Linked DNA regions of Mus musculus: regions 2, 3, 4 and 5 are each linked to region 1. Evidence: chromatin contacts called from public HiChIP or PLAC-seq and promoter capture Hi-C data. All regions are on one chromosome and are shown on one strand. The core of a region is the stretch at or near the end of the contact, and the rest is flanking DNA. Distances in the headings are between cores, read along the strand shown. Region 1 holds the start of Slc9a8 (solute carrier family 9 (sodium/hydrogen exchanger), member 8). Region 2 has its middle 10 kb from the start of Gm33033. Region 3 holds the start of Stau1 (staufen double-stranded RNA binding protein 1). Region 4 holds the start of Ddx27 (DEAD box helicase 27). Region 5 overlaps Kcnb1 (potassium voltage gated channel, Shab-related subfamily, member 1).

The links. Promoter capture Hi-C pulls out the DNA fragments that hold promoters and counts their contacts. HiChIP or PLAC-seq counts read pairs in DNA pulled down with a chosen protein or histone mark. Capture Hi-C pulls out chosen DNA fragments and counts their contacts.
Region 2: a contact with region 1 is called in an H3K4me3 HiChIP or PLAC-seq map of bone marrow-derived macrophages, with 6 times the contacts expected there. The contact joins the enhancer-like site here to the promoter of Slc9a8 in region 1. A contact is called at or near these places in 1 of 39 promoter capture datasets (hippocampal neurons), 4 of 484 Hi-C or Micro-C datasets (CD4 T cells, the G1E-ER4 cell line, the N1E-115 cell line and 1 more) and 2 of 115 datasets of contacts at active chromatin or transcription factors (bone marrow-derived macrophages and pancreatic cancer cells).
Region 3: a promoter capture Hi-C map of pancreatic islet shows a contact between it and region 1. The contact joins the promoter of Stau1 here to the promoter of Slc9a8 in region 1. A contact is called at or near these places in 5 of 39 promoter capture datasets (the C10 cell line, the HPC-7 cell line, hippocampal neurons and 2 more), 6 of 115 datasets of contacts at active chromatin or transcription factors (cardiomyocytes, embryonic stem cells, large pre-B cells and 2 more) and 2 of 9 other capture datasets (embryonic stem cells and pancreatic islet).
Region 4: a contact with region 1 is called in a promoter capture Hi-C map of embryonic stem cells, with 2.1 times the contacts expected there. The contact joins the promoter of Ddx27 here to the promoter of Slc9a8 in region 1. A contact is called at or near these places in 8 of 39 promoter capture datasets (the C10 cell line, the HPC-7 cell line, cranial neural crest and 4 more), 1 of 15 datasets of contacts at CTCF or cohesin (large pre-B cells), 1 of 484 Hi-C or Micro-C datasets (embryonic stem cells), 9 of 115 datasets of contacts at active chromatin or transcription factors (astrocytes, embryonic stem cells, epiblast stem cells and 4 more) and 4 of 9 other capture datasets (adipose tissue, embryonic stem cells, macrophages and 1 more).
Region 5: a contact with region 1 is called in a promoter capture Hi-C map of hippocampal neurons, with 2.8 times the contacts expected there. The contact joins the enhancer-like site here to the promoter of Slc9a8 in region 1. A contact is called at or near these places in 3 of 39 promoter capture datasets (cranial neural crest, hippocampal neurons and liver), 3 of 484 Hi-C or Micro-C datasets (cardiomyocytes, cerebellum and nephron progenitors), 15 of 115 datasets of contacts at active chromatin or transcription factors (the NIH/3T3 cell line, astrocytes, craniofacial prominence and 11 more) and 1 of 9 other capture datasets (liver).

The regions. Positions count from the first base shown.
Region 1 is chr2:167,420,234-167,423,108 of GRCm38.p6, forward strand. Slc9a8 (solute carrier family 9 (sodium/hydrogen exchanger), member 8) reads left to right here and starts at 1,477. Exons shown (of 17, transcript NM_148929.3): 1 at 1,477-1,532. The coding sequence starts at 1,519.
Region 2 is chr2:167,886,661-167,889,535 of GRCm38.p6, forward strand. No RefSeq gene overlaps it. Among named protein-coding and RNA genes, the nearest start is that of Gm33033, 10 kb to the left of the region's middle. Within about 2 kb of position 1,506, at least 62 of the 459 cell types and tissues checked have an H3K27ac peak or open chromatin away from gene starts, as enhancers often do. A contact at or near this core is called in the G1E-ER4 cell line and bone marrow-derived macrophages, where this site is marked.
Region 3 is chr2:166,994,796-166,997,670 of GRCm38.p6, forward strand. Stau1 (staufen double-stranded RNA binding protein 1) reads right to left here and starts at 1,504. Exons shown (of 12, transcript NM_001109906.2): 1 at 1,239-1,504.
Region 4 is chr2:167,013,957-167,016,831 of GRCm38.p6, forward strand. Ddx27 (DEAD box helicase 27) reads left to right here and starts at 1,357. Exons shown (of 21, transcript NM_153065.3): 1 at 1,357-1,470. The coding sequence starts at 1,378.
Region 5 is chr2:167,122,573-167,125,447 of GRCm38.p6, forward strand. The region is part of intron 1 of Kcnb1 (potassium voltage gated channel, Shab-related subfamily, member 1); the gene reads right to left. Among named protein-coding and RNA genes, the nearest start is that of Gm52568, 5.4 kb to the right of the region's middle. Within about 2 kb of position 1,514, at least 40 of the 459 cell types and tissues checked have an H3K27ac peak or open chromatin away from gene starts, as enhancers often do. A contact at or near this core is called in forebrain and hippocampal neurons, where this site is marked.

The DNA.
Region 1 (2,875 bases), core at 227-2,726:
ATATCCATATATGAAAATTTTTTTACGTGGGCAGCCTTCTTGGCACACATTAATTGTGCTGGAATTTTTGTTCTCAGCTAATGTGTGAGGCTTCCCTTGTTCGTTTAATTTTATCTTGCCTTATACCTGGCTTTCCTAGTTCCTTTGTATAGTCTGAACCCCACAAGGTACATCTCAGCATACAGTAGGTCTCTACAGAGAACTTGGGCATGTTAGCTGAATGGAAGACCACCTGCCTGCCATATGTGTTGCCCTAGGTTCCACCCCTGTACAGAAGTAGACAGATGCCTGAATGGGGGTGGGGAGGGGTGTCTCTCACCCTCCAGTCCCAACTGCTCAAGAGGATGAGACAGAAGGATCGTTCTTTGGGAAAGTGACATATCTGTTAAGCGTTATTAAGTGGGGGGGGGGGGGGGAACTACCTAGGGTGGAAGGGGCCCTGAAGGAGAACACCCAGAAGGTCCCATAAAGACCTCAGCAGTACCAGGCCAGTTTTAAGCAATACAGACTAGACAGTTCAAGTTATCTTCGGTGTTGAAAGCCCAGTGGGCAATGCGCTTGCTACGCAAGCACGAGGACCTCAGTTGGTATTCCCAACATCCACACAGAAGCCAGGGATAGCTGTTGGCATCTGTAACCATAGGGACAGGGAGACTGAGAAGGAGGATCCCTGGGAGTTGTTGGCTAGCCACTATGTCGCGTCCCTAGTTTCAGGTTCACTGTCTCATAACTAAGGTGGAGCGTGAGTAAGGAAGACATCTGATAACCTGGGACCTCCTAATGTACCCCACCCACCCCCGCACACACAAAGGTTAAGAAAAATTTGTTGGGATAGTTCAATGAGTAAAGGCGGTGCCGCCAACCCGTATTACCAGAGTTCAATGCCGAGGACCAACACGGAGGAAGGCGAGAATGAAACCCCTCAAGTTGTCCTGGATCTCATTTTCACATCTACCACACCAACCAATAAACCAATGGGGAATGTCCAACCTCTGCCTTGCTAGCTCTCAACTTTTATAATCGGAGTAAGTACACTGTCTAGCGTTTCAAAGACCCTCTGTCTACTCTCCCCACAGCAGGGGAAACTGAGGCCGCCTCGGAACGCGCCTGCGGACTCCCTCCGCTCCGCACAGCCGGCCCGGACGCCCAGAGAAACCACTTTCCCCCATTCTGAGCCCTGGGATTCTCACGCGGGGCGGACGGCTTGGCTCACAGCTGAGTCACCCAGATCTCAAAAGTTTCCTCCAAATCTTTCCCGCCCGGGGACCGGAAAAAAAAAAAAAAAAAAAAGTCCGGATGTCCCAAGGCCAGATCGTCACACAGCCTGGCCGGAAAAAGCCCACAGAAAGCCCCAGAGGTCGTCCCACTCCCAGGCCACAGAGAGGACAGCGCAGAGGGTCGCCCTGGGAGGCCAAGCCCCGCCCCTGCCCGCAGCGGAAACCGGAAGCAGCCGCCGGCCCCGCTAGCCCTGCGGCGCCGAACTCTGTAGTCTCGGAAGCTCGCAGGATAGGGGAGAAGATGGCGGAGGAGGAGTGAGTGCGCGGCTTCGGGTAGCGGAGGCGGCAGGGCCGGGCCGGCGGGCGACAGCGGGCCTGGAGCGCCCGGGTGGAGTGGCGCGGGCCCACCTAGCCAGGGTTGGCGGGGGGCGGGATGAGAACATGGGCCCTGAGGCCTCCCGGAGGTCCGACATTGCTGACCACGCGCAGGCCTGGCGGAAGCCGCGAACGTCCTTCCTGCTCCCGGTTTCCGGTTATCTCAGGGTTCCCTGGCTCTCCTCCTCCTGATCCAGGAAGTTCTCCCGTTGCCACGAGCAGCCCCTGGCATCCCCCGTAACCATCAGCAACCTTCATTGTTCTTGTCTGCCCCCAGCAGGTTTCTTTGATTCATTGACTGCTAGTTGACCGTTTTTCTCGGCCCTGGGCGTCAGGAGCCGCCCGCAGGGAGCCGCCACGAGGCTTTAGTGGGAGACTTTTGTGTGGACTGGGTGTTTTTGGACCTTGCCAGATGCTTGGATGGAAATTGGGTAGCATGAGGGAAGAGGAGCCCACCCTAGGTGGGAGAAAGACGTCTCGTGACCCGCAGCTTGAAATCTTAGAGGAGAGATGGGGAAGATGACGTGTTAAAAAGGCCCGAGTCCATCTTCATGCTTGGCAGGACACTGTTGTGTGTTACAAATTCTCTCTTTGAAATGAGCCCCAGAAAATTAACAAGGAACCCCTTAATTGATACCGAACTTTAACTAAGAGCATTTCAGGTAGCTCTTCGGCCACTGAGGAGCGAAAGTCATTAGATCTTGTTGTGTAGCTGTACTGTCCCAGACATTCACATAGTCTCAGCAGGACAAGATAAAAGAGGTAATACAGAGCCAAATGCTTTGAGATGTGGGCTTGAAGCTTGATCAGTTTATGGGGTCCTGGAATGAGGCAGTGCTCAGTGGTCACAATTCCATCACTACTACATTAGTTTACAGACCTAACCTTAAGAGCACAGGCGGAAGCCTTGCATAGAGTGGGATGTTCCAGAGCAGGAAACTTGAGCCATTTGAGATTCCAGAAGGGTTTGGTAGGGTAGGTTAGGGCATTCTAGGGAGAAAAACGGGGCAGATTCAGCTGACTTGGTCAGTTAAAGGCTGGAATCTTGCCCACCATTCCTGAGGTCAATCCCTAGTTTAGTCAAACACACACACTGCACCCAAAATTCAAGGAGATTGTAGACTAGGAAAGTAAATAATACTGAAACTGGGGTGTAGGGAGACTCCAGTTCCACCCTAGAAGTCTGTTTGTGTTTTTCTTTTTGAGACAGGTTCATGTAGCCCATAAAACTGGTCCTCACTGAGTATCAGTATGTAGGCCAGGGTGACCTTGGTCTTGAACTC
Region 2 (2,875 bases), core at 256-2,755, 470 kb after region 1:
ACAGCTCACGTTTCTGCCACGAGGGGCACTTGTATGTATCTCAAGAACAGGAAGCAGCACCAAGAACCTTGTTTCAGAGCCTGGCTCAGTCACTGCTGAGTATGGGACCTTGGGCCAGTTGGTCACTTCTCCTCTTGAGCCTCAGTTTCCTGCCCTGTCTCTGTTTGGTTCCTCGCTTCATAGAACCCTCAGAAGTTTCCAAGAGACGGGGTCTGGGGGGATGGCTTGTTGGGTAAGAAGACCAGAGTTCAATTCCCAGAGGCCACATACAACATAAAAGCTAAGTGTGGGTTCCAGAAGTGTGTGACCCCAGGGCTGGGGAGGCGGAGACAGACCTGTGAACCCCTGAGGCTCACTGGGCAGACAGCCTAGCCTACTCAGTAGCTCCAGGCAGGGAGAGACCCCACCACACACACAAACAACAAGGTCAGGACTGGAGAGGTGGCTTGATGTCTAAGAGCAGCCAGGTTCAGCTCCCAGCACATACATGGCTCATAACCAGCTGTGACTCCAGCCCCAGGAGATCCAGCGTCCTCTTCCAGCCTCCTTAGACTCTGCATATGTGTGCTATGCATTCACAAAGATTCAAAGTGGGGGAAAAAATCAGCTGACGTGGTGATAAATGCCTTTAGCCAGGTGGATCTCTGTGAATCTGAGGCCAGCCTGATCTGTAAAGCAAGCTCCAGGCCAACCAGGGCTACATTGTGAGACCTTGTCTGAAAAAAAAAAAAAATCTAAAAATAAATAACTAAACGAAAAGGGTGGAAGGTATCTAAGGACTGGCAGCTGAGGCTGTTCTCTGGCCCACACTAGACACACAAGTGAGCATACAGAAACCACGTTTTAAAACAGGGAGATTATAAAGCACGAGGGAACTCAGAAAGAATTGCTTGCATACAGCACATTTCCCCAGAAGCAGAGGGGGAGGTGGGGGGCCAGGTCTAGGATTCCACTTGAGGTAGACAGACCTTGAAGACCCAGAGCTCTGGACCTTTGCGACCGAAACCCCGCCCATCTTTTGCTCTATTGGTCGGTTACCTGCAACCTCCCCCAGGTTCCTATCACCTCTTCCTATACGATCTCATTGGTGCAGTTGCTCAAAAGGCTCAAGGGACGGGAGTTTGTGTCCTTCTGACTCCGGCCCCCCAGATAGCTCTAGGTGCTTCCACACATCTCTATGCAGGCTGCAGGGGATGTGTCCCGCTCAGTCCCGTTTACCAAGGGTCCGATGACAAGATTGCTGCCTTGCCACCCGAGTCTGTCCTGGAGACTTTTCCTATTATTAACCGTCCTTTGCTTGGGGAGTGGGACCTGTGCTGTTTATGTATCTGTCCCCTACGATGGCTCAGAGCCACTTAGGTCAGCTGTAGATTCAGAGTCTACCCGAGATAAGATCGCCCTTCCCTAAGCTCCTCCCCTTTCCGAGCCCCGCCTTCTGCTGGCTGTGTTTGGGCTTTTACAGACTTTTTTTTTTCAAATTGACTTTGGCTTCTTGGCCTGAACTCTGAAGTGCTTGCTGATAAGATACGAGCTTGGCTGAGGCTGAGGGGCTGAGAGAGAGGGAAGGCAGGGAGCACAGGGGGCAGGAGAGGCGGGGCTTGGAGACGAAGTACCTAGTAACTGTGGGCAGTGGGCTGTGTGTCCTTGGTGGTGGGTCACGGTCTGCCTTAGGAGGAAAAGAAGTTGGTGGTGGCCACACCCCAGCCGTGGGCCCCCAGTTTCTCACTACCTCCTAGGGCAGCTAGATCAAACATGTGGCCATCTTTGCAGCTTCCCGAGCTAAACCAGACCCTCTGGGCAAGTTAGAGCAACGTCCCACAGGTCTGAAGGCATAGCCCAAAGAGATTTGCACCCTTCTGGCAAAGAAGCTGATTCCACGAGTACCCACATGGCGTGGTAGGCCGAATGTCACTATTTCAACCGTGCGGATATACATCCATGGTCAACTCTTTGTGGTGTTTGCCTGCTAGACAGTGATCTGGGCTAGAACAGGGGACTAAACCCATCCAGAGGGCTGAGAGAGAAGGATGCTGGACTGGGGAAGGGCTCCGTTGGTAGTGCGAATGGTCAGCTTGCTCAACATGCAAGGCTGATTCCATCCCTGGTGTGGCATAAACCAAGCACAGTGGTGCTGTGTGGATCTCAGCACTCCGCAAGCTGGAACCGGAGAGTCAGAACTTTAAAGTCACCCTTGCTGGCCTGGGTTTCATGAGGCTCTGTCACCAAAAATGTGCTTGTGATCTGGTGTGTAGGTGGACAGGTAGGTAGCAGGTCAGAGCAGGGGACACTGCAAGGCCTCCCCAGGCATGTCAGGTCCTGCTTGAACTCTCTGGCTCCCCAGGAAATCTAAAACGCTGAAGGCCACCACCCAGTCCTGCCCCTCCCTAGCCAGAGTCCAGAGCGCTGGTCTCTGCCTGCTGCCCTCACCTCCCACCTCCCACTCACGTCAGCTCCTCCTCCCGGATGCTCCAAACGATCCAGGTCCCTCTTCCAGAGGATCATCTGTAGCCACAGCCTCCCTGACCAAGCTCCGGTTTGCATGAATGGCCAGGATGGCCAGAGCCCAGGCTCTGTGGGTGACCCAGTAGTATCCCATGCTACCTCAGTTCCCCCATCTGGAGAGCAGGCAGTGATAGTACATATGTCACATCGGGATGGGAGGAAGATGACAGTTAACACACATGTTTAGAGGTGCCAGGCATCAGTCAGCGCCATTATTACACCCGGCTCCCCATCCCACCCCCCAAAGCCTCAACACGGTTCACTTCACATCTGGCAGACAAACTAAAGTGACCCCCAGATATGTTCATGAAGATGATTAGGGGAAGGAGGGCCTGGGACAGAAAAACCCCACAGGACTAACACACACACACAC
Region 3 (2,875 bases), core at 254-2,753, 430 kb before region 1:
CAATTCTCAAGAATTACCGCTACTCAGCCTGGTCTACAGCACAAGCTTCTTCTTCCAGGAGAGCCAGGACTGTGCCGAGAAACCACGTCTCAAGCAAGCAAGCAAGCAAGCAAGCAAACAGAATTATTACAGCTACAAGCAATTGAAAACAGTGACCTTAAAAAAGGCATACAATACAATGGGCAAAACGCAAAACGGAACAAAATAAAAGCTTCGCCCATAAGTAGGGAGGTGAGGCCAGAGCTTAAGAGAAACTGATAACTAGGGAGGGCCTCAGCTAAAGAAAGTTAAGAGCTACAGATGCGAACCAGGAAACCACGGTTTTCGAATCTTTGCATACTCCACCTCCAGAGCCTGACACACAAGAAGGCTCCAAAAAGGTCTGCTAAACCCAAGAGAAGCTTATGCCAGCAACTTTCTCATAAAAAGGAATGGCAATAAGGTTCTGGATGGTGGCAGGGAGACATGGGACAGGGTGCGGAGCCTAGGGGAGCCGGTGAAGTCCCTACAGCTGGTTTCACAGACATGATGATGGCTTTACATCCATACCCTGTCTGCTACAGTGTCCCCATTAAGCGCCCGCCCCTCTCTGGTGCCAAGCGAGCACAATGCTCAGGCACTGCCAGTGGGCACGCGGGATTCTTCTGCCTCGGAGAAAACCCTAGTGGAAAGGAAGGTCAACTTATGTTCCGTCTGCACCCTAAATTATACCTTCATATCATCTTAATAAATTATGCAAACGGCTTATTGGGACACGACGTGGGTCTGGCACACTGATAAGCACTTTACACGCCCCATTTCACTGCACAACTTCACAGCCTGAAGAGGCAGGGACCGGGTTGGGACAGGATTAATACTATTCCCCCTCCTTCTCCCCCTCATAACAGAGACACAAAGAATACGAAGTGACTGACGAAGGGGGCCGAGCCGGGAATTGGCACCTCATCCCGCGGCTCGGCACTGGCCGCGACACTGTGCATAGCACCGAAACCCGGGGGGCCTCCGGACCGACGCTGCCCCTGCCCGCCCGCGCCCCCCGCGTTAACTCCGGCACAGGGCCCACGAGCGGCGCGGAGGGCCCGCCTCCTCCGGGAAGGCCCCGCAGGCGGAGACGGGCCTGGGCCGCGGCTCGCGCGCCCGCAAGGCCTAGCCCACCCGCCGCCCACCTCCCGCTGACGCCGTGCCTGCGTGGGTCCTTCCGCGACCCGCTCCGACCCGGCCCGGACCGGCCGCCTTACCTGGCTGCTTCCCCAGAGCTCGTCCCGGGGCCGGCGGTCTTGGGCGGCGGCGAGGAGGTGAAGAAGCAAGTGAAGACGGCGAGGAAAAAGGGACCGACCAGAGGAGGGAAGAGGCGGAGTGGCGGAGGCGAAGGCGGGCGCCGCCAGGCCGGGGCTCAGAAGAAGGGGGAGCGCACACAGACGCGACGACAGCCAGCGCAAACGCTGAAGAGCGGCTCGGGGCCCGCAGCCTGGCAGGAAGTGACGGGGGAGGGGCCGCGCCCGCCCCCGGCCCCCGCCCGCCTCCATGCCGGCCCCACCCCCTACACACCGCGGCAGGAACCACAAGTCCCAGCGGGCGCCGCGTCCCGCATGCGCTCTCTAGGCACGCAAGGCCCACAAGGGCCGGGCACGGCTGCGCTGGGTCCGAGGCATGTTGGGAGTTGTAGTTTCCCAGGAGCTCGGTCTCGGCAGGGAATACAGGCCTCGCTTCCTTTCTTTTCTAGGCTTTCTGTTCCCTTCCTACAGTCACCCCTTTTTCCCTACGCTAACTTTTGTTAACCTGCTGCTGCGTGCAAGACCGAAAGCTGAGAATACAGTGAGAATGCACAAGTCCCTGCCCTTATGGAGTTTACTGGGGAAGTCAGAGTAAATGAAGTCTGAGCCGAAAACAGACAAGCACAAGTGCTGTCTGGTTCCTTTCCCGCAGCTCTAAACTGAGTGTGGTTCTGTGGACAAGAGGCTGGTGTGGGCTTGTTTAGTGTAGTCCTGGGGATTGAAGCAAACTTCTACCGCTCAGCTCCATCTTCACTAGTCTTATAGCTTGGGTTTTCTTGCCTTGGTGTTTTGAGTTCAGGCATCCACGGAGTCCAGTGCTGGCGTTGCCTGCCTGGTGTAGGAGTTTCAGGCAGTTGTGAGGTAGATCCTCTTCAAGTGTTCTTAACTGTTAGCCACCTATCTCTCCAGCCCTATAGCAACCCTTTTATGTAGCAACCCTTTTATGTAGCGGGGGAGACAGGTCTTTAGAATTAGATGGGGTCCTTACCGGAGGTTGTGGGAGCTGAGTCGCTGGCATCCTCTGGGCTTTTTTTTTTTTTAAGATTTATTTATTATTATTTGTAAGTACATTGTGAAGAGGGCATCAGATCTCATTATGGATGGTTGTGAGCCACCATGTGGTTGCTGGGAATTGAACTCAGGACCTTTAGAAGAGCAGTCAGTGCTCTTAACCGCTGAGCCATCTCTGTAGCCCCCCTCTGGGCTTATTTTAAGTGGTGCCTGTGGTTGATGCACCTAGGTAAACATCATAGCTAGATACCCAAGACTCCGGGTTCCATCCCTACCCCAAAAGGGGAAAAAAAAAAAAACCTAGCCAGTTGGTGGTGTCTGGAAACACAAACAAACAAACAAATAAATAAATAAAAATAGCATGCCTAACAGCCCAGTCTCCTTGCCAAGGCACTGTGGCTGACTTTGCATGAATTCATGATGACGTCTGCTGTAGCTAAAAAGACCCTCCTCTGACTTGCAGAGACACTGGGGGGCGCCTTTATCTGAATTAAGTCTTCTTAGTTTGCTTTTTGTAAAACCCAGTGACACTGAGTTCCAGAACCAGCCGTTCCTTCCAGTTCCCAGCCAACTCCGCTAAGTAAGCAACA
Region 4 (2,875 bases), core at 107-2,606, 410 kb before region 1:
TTGTAGACCAGGCTGGCTTGAACTCAGAAATCTGCCTGCCTCTGCCTCCCAAGTGCTGGGATTAAAGGCATGTGTCACCATGCCTGGCTTTTTTTTTTTTTTTTTTTTTCTGAGACAGGATTTCTCTATATAGCCCTGGCTGTCCCAGAACTCACTTTGTATACCAGACTGGTCTCAAACTCAGAAATCTGCCTGCCTCTGCCTCCCAAGTACCCGTACTTTTAATGTTTTTTTTTTTTTTTTTTTAAGATTTTATTTATTTATTTATTTATTATATATAAGTACACTGTCGCTGTCTTCAGACACTCCAGAAGAGGGAGTCAGATTTTGTTACGGATGGTTGTGAGCCACCATGTGGTTGCTGGGATTTGAACTCTGGACCTTCGGAAGAACAGTCGGGTGCTCTTACCCACTGAGCCATCTCACCAGCCCATACCCGTACTTTTAATAATGGTTCATAAATGCTTTAACCTCTCTTGTAGTCTACTACTCACCAGAGGCAGTGGAAAAGAAGGGATACAGACCAAAAGGTCCAGAGTTCAAATCCCATCAACCACATGGTGGCTCACAACCATCCGTAACAAGATCTGACTCCCTCTTCTGGTGGGTCTGAAGACAGCTACAGTGTACTTACATATAATAATAAATAAATCTTTAAAAAAAAAAAAAGAAAAGAAAATAGAACTTACAATTCGACCATCCTTAAAATATTATCTATTATTTAAACTTTTATGTGCCTGCATCATGCCTGCATACATGTCTGTGCACCAGATGTTCCCAGTGGCCGCAGAGGTCAGATACGGAGTTACAGACAGCTGTGAGCCACCTTGTGGGTGCTAGGAATCAAACCTGGGTCTTCTGCAGGAGCAACCAGTGCTCTTAGCCACTAAACCAGCCCTCCAGGAATCCAGCCCCCTGTTAATTATTATAATTGTGTATACAGAGGGGCGTGTTCACTTGAAAAGGGTGTGAAGATCAGAGGACAACTCTGGATTCCGAGCTCTTCTTTCCCCTTGTAGGTACCGGGATCGCACTCAGGAGTAGTGTGGCCTTTGCCATGCTGAGCCAGATGGCAGCCCTGACTACCATTTTGTTGTTAAGTTCCCAAATGTACACATACTTCTAATTTTTCCCTCACCTTTACACACTCTCAGACTTCTATTTCTTTCCCAAAACAAAGTAGTTTTCTAATCTAAACAACGCCCCACCCATTTGATTTTATTATTGGAAACCACGCAGGCCCGCGAAGTCTCAAAGTGCCGCCCCCGAGCGGAAGTGACGTGAAGCACATGCGCGCGACGCCGAGCGGGTCGCGGAAAAGGCGGGTCGTGTCGGCGCGCCGCACTCGCTACGTCCGGAAGTGGCTGCTTCTTCAGCATGCTGGCGGAGCTCGGCTTCATCCGGACCATCGGCGAGAATGACGAGGTGCCGGTTGAGCCCGAGTCGGACTCCGGAGACGAGGAGGAGGAGGTAGGAGCCGGCGGGAGAAGGGGCCGTGGGCGGGAGCGGCCGGGAACCAGCTGCGGGCCCCAGGCCCTCCTCAGCGTGCTCAGGTGTCCCCATGCAGGCCGTGTCACCAAGCTGTGCGGAGTCGAACTTCGCAGGCGAAGTCAGTCTTGCTTCCTGCCCAGTCGGGGACACATGCTCCCACCTATCCATCAAGCCTCCCAAGGGGGTTCTAGTGATGCTAGGCGGTGGGGATGTAGCCCTGAGAAAGTGGCTCCAGGGTGAGTGGCGAGAGAAAAAGACCCAAACCCAAACTCTCAGTGCCTCACACCGGCGTCAGCCAGCCTCACACGACACTAAGGATGGCCCAGGCCCTCTGCAGTCCGATTCCGAGAAAGCTGATGTCTAAGGCTCCAGTCTTTAAGGATGTTGCTGGGAGGTCGTTTGGAGCTCTGCTGGTCAGTTTAGGCGTCTGTCCAAGGCTTCTATCCCTCTGTCCATCCACACTCCGGTCTTTGCAAGTCCCACCCGCACACCTGCAAACCTGTGCCCCTCACATACTTCAGTTTCCAGCTTGGTGGTCTCCTTACCAAGTAGCTGAGTGGTCTCAGTGGTCTGAGTGGTTCCAGCCATGCAGCTAAGTTTTTGTGGCTTTCAGAGTCAGGCCAGGCTCTGTTGTCTTTTCTGCCATTTGACCCTCAGCAGCCTTCCTTGTCCTGGCAACACCGACATACCATTCCATTTCATGTCTTAGAAACTTGTGTTCTTTTTCTGCTCAGAGCCTTTCACATCTCTACCCAGCCCACTCCCCCAGGCTTTCTCTCTATAGCCCTGGCTGTCCTGGACCTACCTCGGTAGACTTCGAACTCAGATCTGCCTGCCTCTGCCTCCTGAGTGCTGGGATTAAAGGTGTGCCCAGCTTCTCTTCACACTTCTGCTCTCTGCCTGGAAGGCTTCCCTCAGTAGTTCTCCACCTGTGGCTCCAGACCCTGGGGACCCTAGGATCTCATTTCAGATATTTACATTATGATTTATAACAGTAATGAATTATGGTTATGAAGTCTCAACGGAAATAACTTTATGGTTTGGGGTCACCACCATCTGGGTTGGGAAGGTTGTGAACCATGTGTCTAGATGTCTCAGTCTGCTCTGGCTTTTTTTCTCTCCACAACAGGAGGGTTTCATTCTGGAACCCTCCTGCTGCCTCCGCTTCCCTCCGGGCTACCACTGTACAGGACAACAGTTTTCTGATGTCTGCCATTGGCATGAGGCATTTTAAATCGATCCAGGTTTGGGAGCAAGTACCTTGGTGTCCAGGATGGAGGATGACTTTGTCTCTCCTGGCATGTACTGGGTGGTGGCCGGGAGAGACTTAGCTCATGTATTACCTGCTCTGTAAGGCAGAACTAGAGCAGTGCCTCACTCCGTA
Region 5 (2,875 bases), core at 264-2,763, 300 kb before region 1:
CACATGCTTTGAAGGGACGTCCGGAACCTCAGGTTATGACAGGGCTATGCTCTGAGAAGCTGGAACATTGGCAGTCACAACCCCATTGACAAAGGACTGGTGGTGGCGGCACAAGCCTTTAATCTTGGCACTTGGGGGTGGGGGACAGAGGCAGGAGGATCTCTGAGTTCAAAGACAGCCTGGTCTATGGAGTGAGTTCCAAGACAGCCAGGGCTACACAGAGAAAGCCTGTCTTGAAAACTAAACAACAAACAGAATCAAAACCCAACCAAATAAATCCCCCCTCTATACAACTATCAAACTTCCCAGTGGAGTCCAGTGGCTTCCCAACGCACTGTGGTGATCTTGGGCATCCTGCCAGGGATTTCTCTACTTTTTGCTCAGCCCTCGCCCCTCCTTGCGTTCAACAACCCCAGAGCCTTTCGCACACCAGACAAGCACTCCACAACTGACATTTATCTCTGATCCCTAAAACAAGGGTTAAAAAAAATGTTCTCACTAAATTGCTCAGGCTGGCCTTTAACCGTTATCCTCCTGTCTCCAGCTTCTGAACAGCTGGGATCGCAGGCTTCGACATCCAAGGCAGTCCAGCATGAATCGCTGGACTGTCAGGCCACACCACATCTCAGAAGCTTCAAGAAAAAAAACAACCAACCAACCAACCAACCAACCCTCCAAGATTCAAAGTTCTCAGTAGAGTGCCCACCAAAGTGGGCATGGTCACCCACCATCAACTATCATGCAAATTCAAAACGCCTTACATCAAATCATTCCCAGACAGGGCATGCAGAAAATATTTCAAAGGGGATTTCTTTGTTTTGTAGATAAGGTCTTGGTAGCTCAGGTTGAACTAAATCTTTCAAATCTCCTGGTTTAGTCTACCGGGTGTTGGAATTTCAGGCATGTTCCATGGTGCTTGGTATATAGTTTTTAAAGGTTCTAGGTAAATTTCCCAGTTGCTAGAGTGCTGGGCTAGCATGCAGGGAGGCCTGCCCTCAGTTTGAAGCAGCCTATGCCTGCCATCCCAGCACTTGGTGGGATGGTGGCAAGAAGACCAGCCTTGGATACATAGCAGATTCCAGGGTAGTCTGTGTTACATGAGATCCTATCTCCACAAGATTTAATACAAAATACAAGATGTTTGGATCAGTAGTACAAGGCTCACCTAGCTCGTGAGATGCCTTTCAATCTATACACACACATTACAGATGCACGCACGGACATGCCATTAAAACAATCTGTAATGAATAAAATACTCTAATTAAAAAACAGAATCTGAGAAAAGTGGTAGATGAACAGTGATCTTGTGCCCAGGGTGAGTCCCTCAGTCTCCCTGAGAGCAGCAGGCCCCTCTTCTGTAACCCCCAGCCTGGTGAGCGCGGAGAGCAGTCTCCTGCCTCCACTGCGGATCTTGGAAAGCATGGTTAAATACAGGCTCCCTCCAGCACTGGTCTGTAACGCAGGAGGCAGACAGGCCTGTCATCAGTGCTGGGCAGCTGGGGCGGCTGGCGGTTGCTAAGCTCCACACCCCAGCTTCAAATAAGCTCTGGAGTTCCCAACACGCCGCCGGTGTCAACTGCTTCCCAGAGGCCTCTTTTGGAAACGGCTTTGCAGAAAGTGGCACAGACAGCTATTTCTGCCCCAAGGCAGAAAAAATGAGTTTGTGGCAGGGTGCCAAGCCCCAGCCCCGCCCCTCACTGCTCTGTGGCCTTGGGTAAGTCAGGACCCTTTCTGAGCCTGCTTCCATCTATCCCTGGCAGAGAAGATTAGAAACCATATGTAGGCTACTTTGTCATTGGTTTGCCACCATAAATAAACAGTACATCTCTCTCTCTTTCCCTCTCTCTCTGTGTGTGCCTGTGCGTGTATGCGTGCCCGTGACCTGTGAGGCCAGAAAAAGGCTTTGCCAGATCCCTAGGACCTGGGGTCACAGGTGGTTGTAAGCTGACTGATCTGAGTGTTGGGCGCCAAACCCAGATCCTCTGGAAGAGCAGTCAGTGCTCTTAACCACTAAGCCATCTCTCCAGTCCCCACAAGGAATCTGTCCCTACGTTTTGAAAGTAAGATCCACAGGACACAGGAGCTAGACATTGTCAAAAGCCAACAATTTCATTTACTTCATTTTTTCTTCTTTTTGAGACAGCGTCTTGCCGCTTAGCCCAGGCTATCCCTGAACTCATTATGTAACCTAGGCTATCCCTGCACTTCTCATCCTTCTCCTTAAGCTGCCCAGGTGCTGGCATCCCAGGGGCACATCACCACGCCCCACTTCAAGGTCAGCAATAACTAGCTTCTTTGTCTGTGCCATCTCCCTCGCCAGGGCAGGAGAGCGAGCAGTTCACACAGGGCAGAGGGTATAAGGCGGAGGGAGGGAGGAGGGGAAAGGATCTTAGTGGCTTCTTCTGAACAGAGAAAATGAATTCTCAGAAGGTCCCTGCGCTCTGACACAGTGCCCCCGAGAAAGGCCCTTGTCACCTGCAACTTCTGTAGACCATTTCTAAGGCTCTCTGTCCTCTCAGCTGCGGTCACCACACACACCTGGGAGCAGCATTGTCCCCAAGCTGGCTAGTGCACTCAGAGCTGCCGAGACATCCACCGTGGGTAGCGTCAGGGCTGCTGCTTCCCTGGACCCTTTGCCTGGTGCTTTCGAGGTCTGTTGAGCACCCAGGACTAATTAGCCAAGGATGTGTGAGCATGAGGAAGGGGCCCTGACAGAGGCCCTGTGAACAACCCATCAATCAGCCACCAGCTAGCAACCAAGTCATCCTCCCAGGTCTGGCTGTCACTTGGGGTTGGGTTTAAGATTCCAACTAAGTGTTCTGAGAATCCATAAGGATGTTCCATGATAGCAGAGGATGCCACAGGCAGGAGCGAG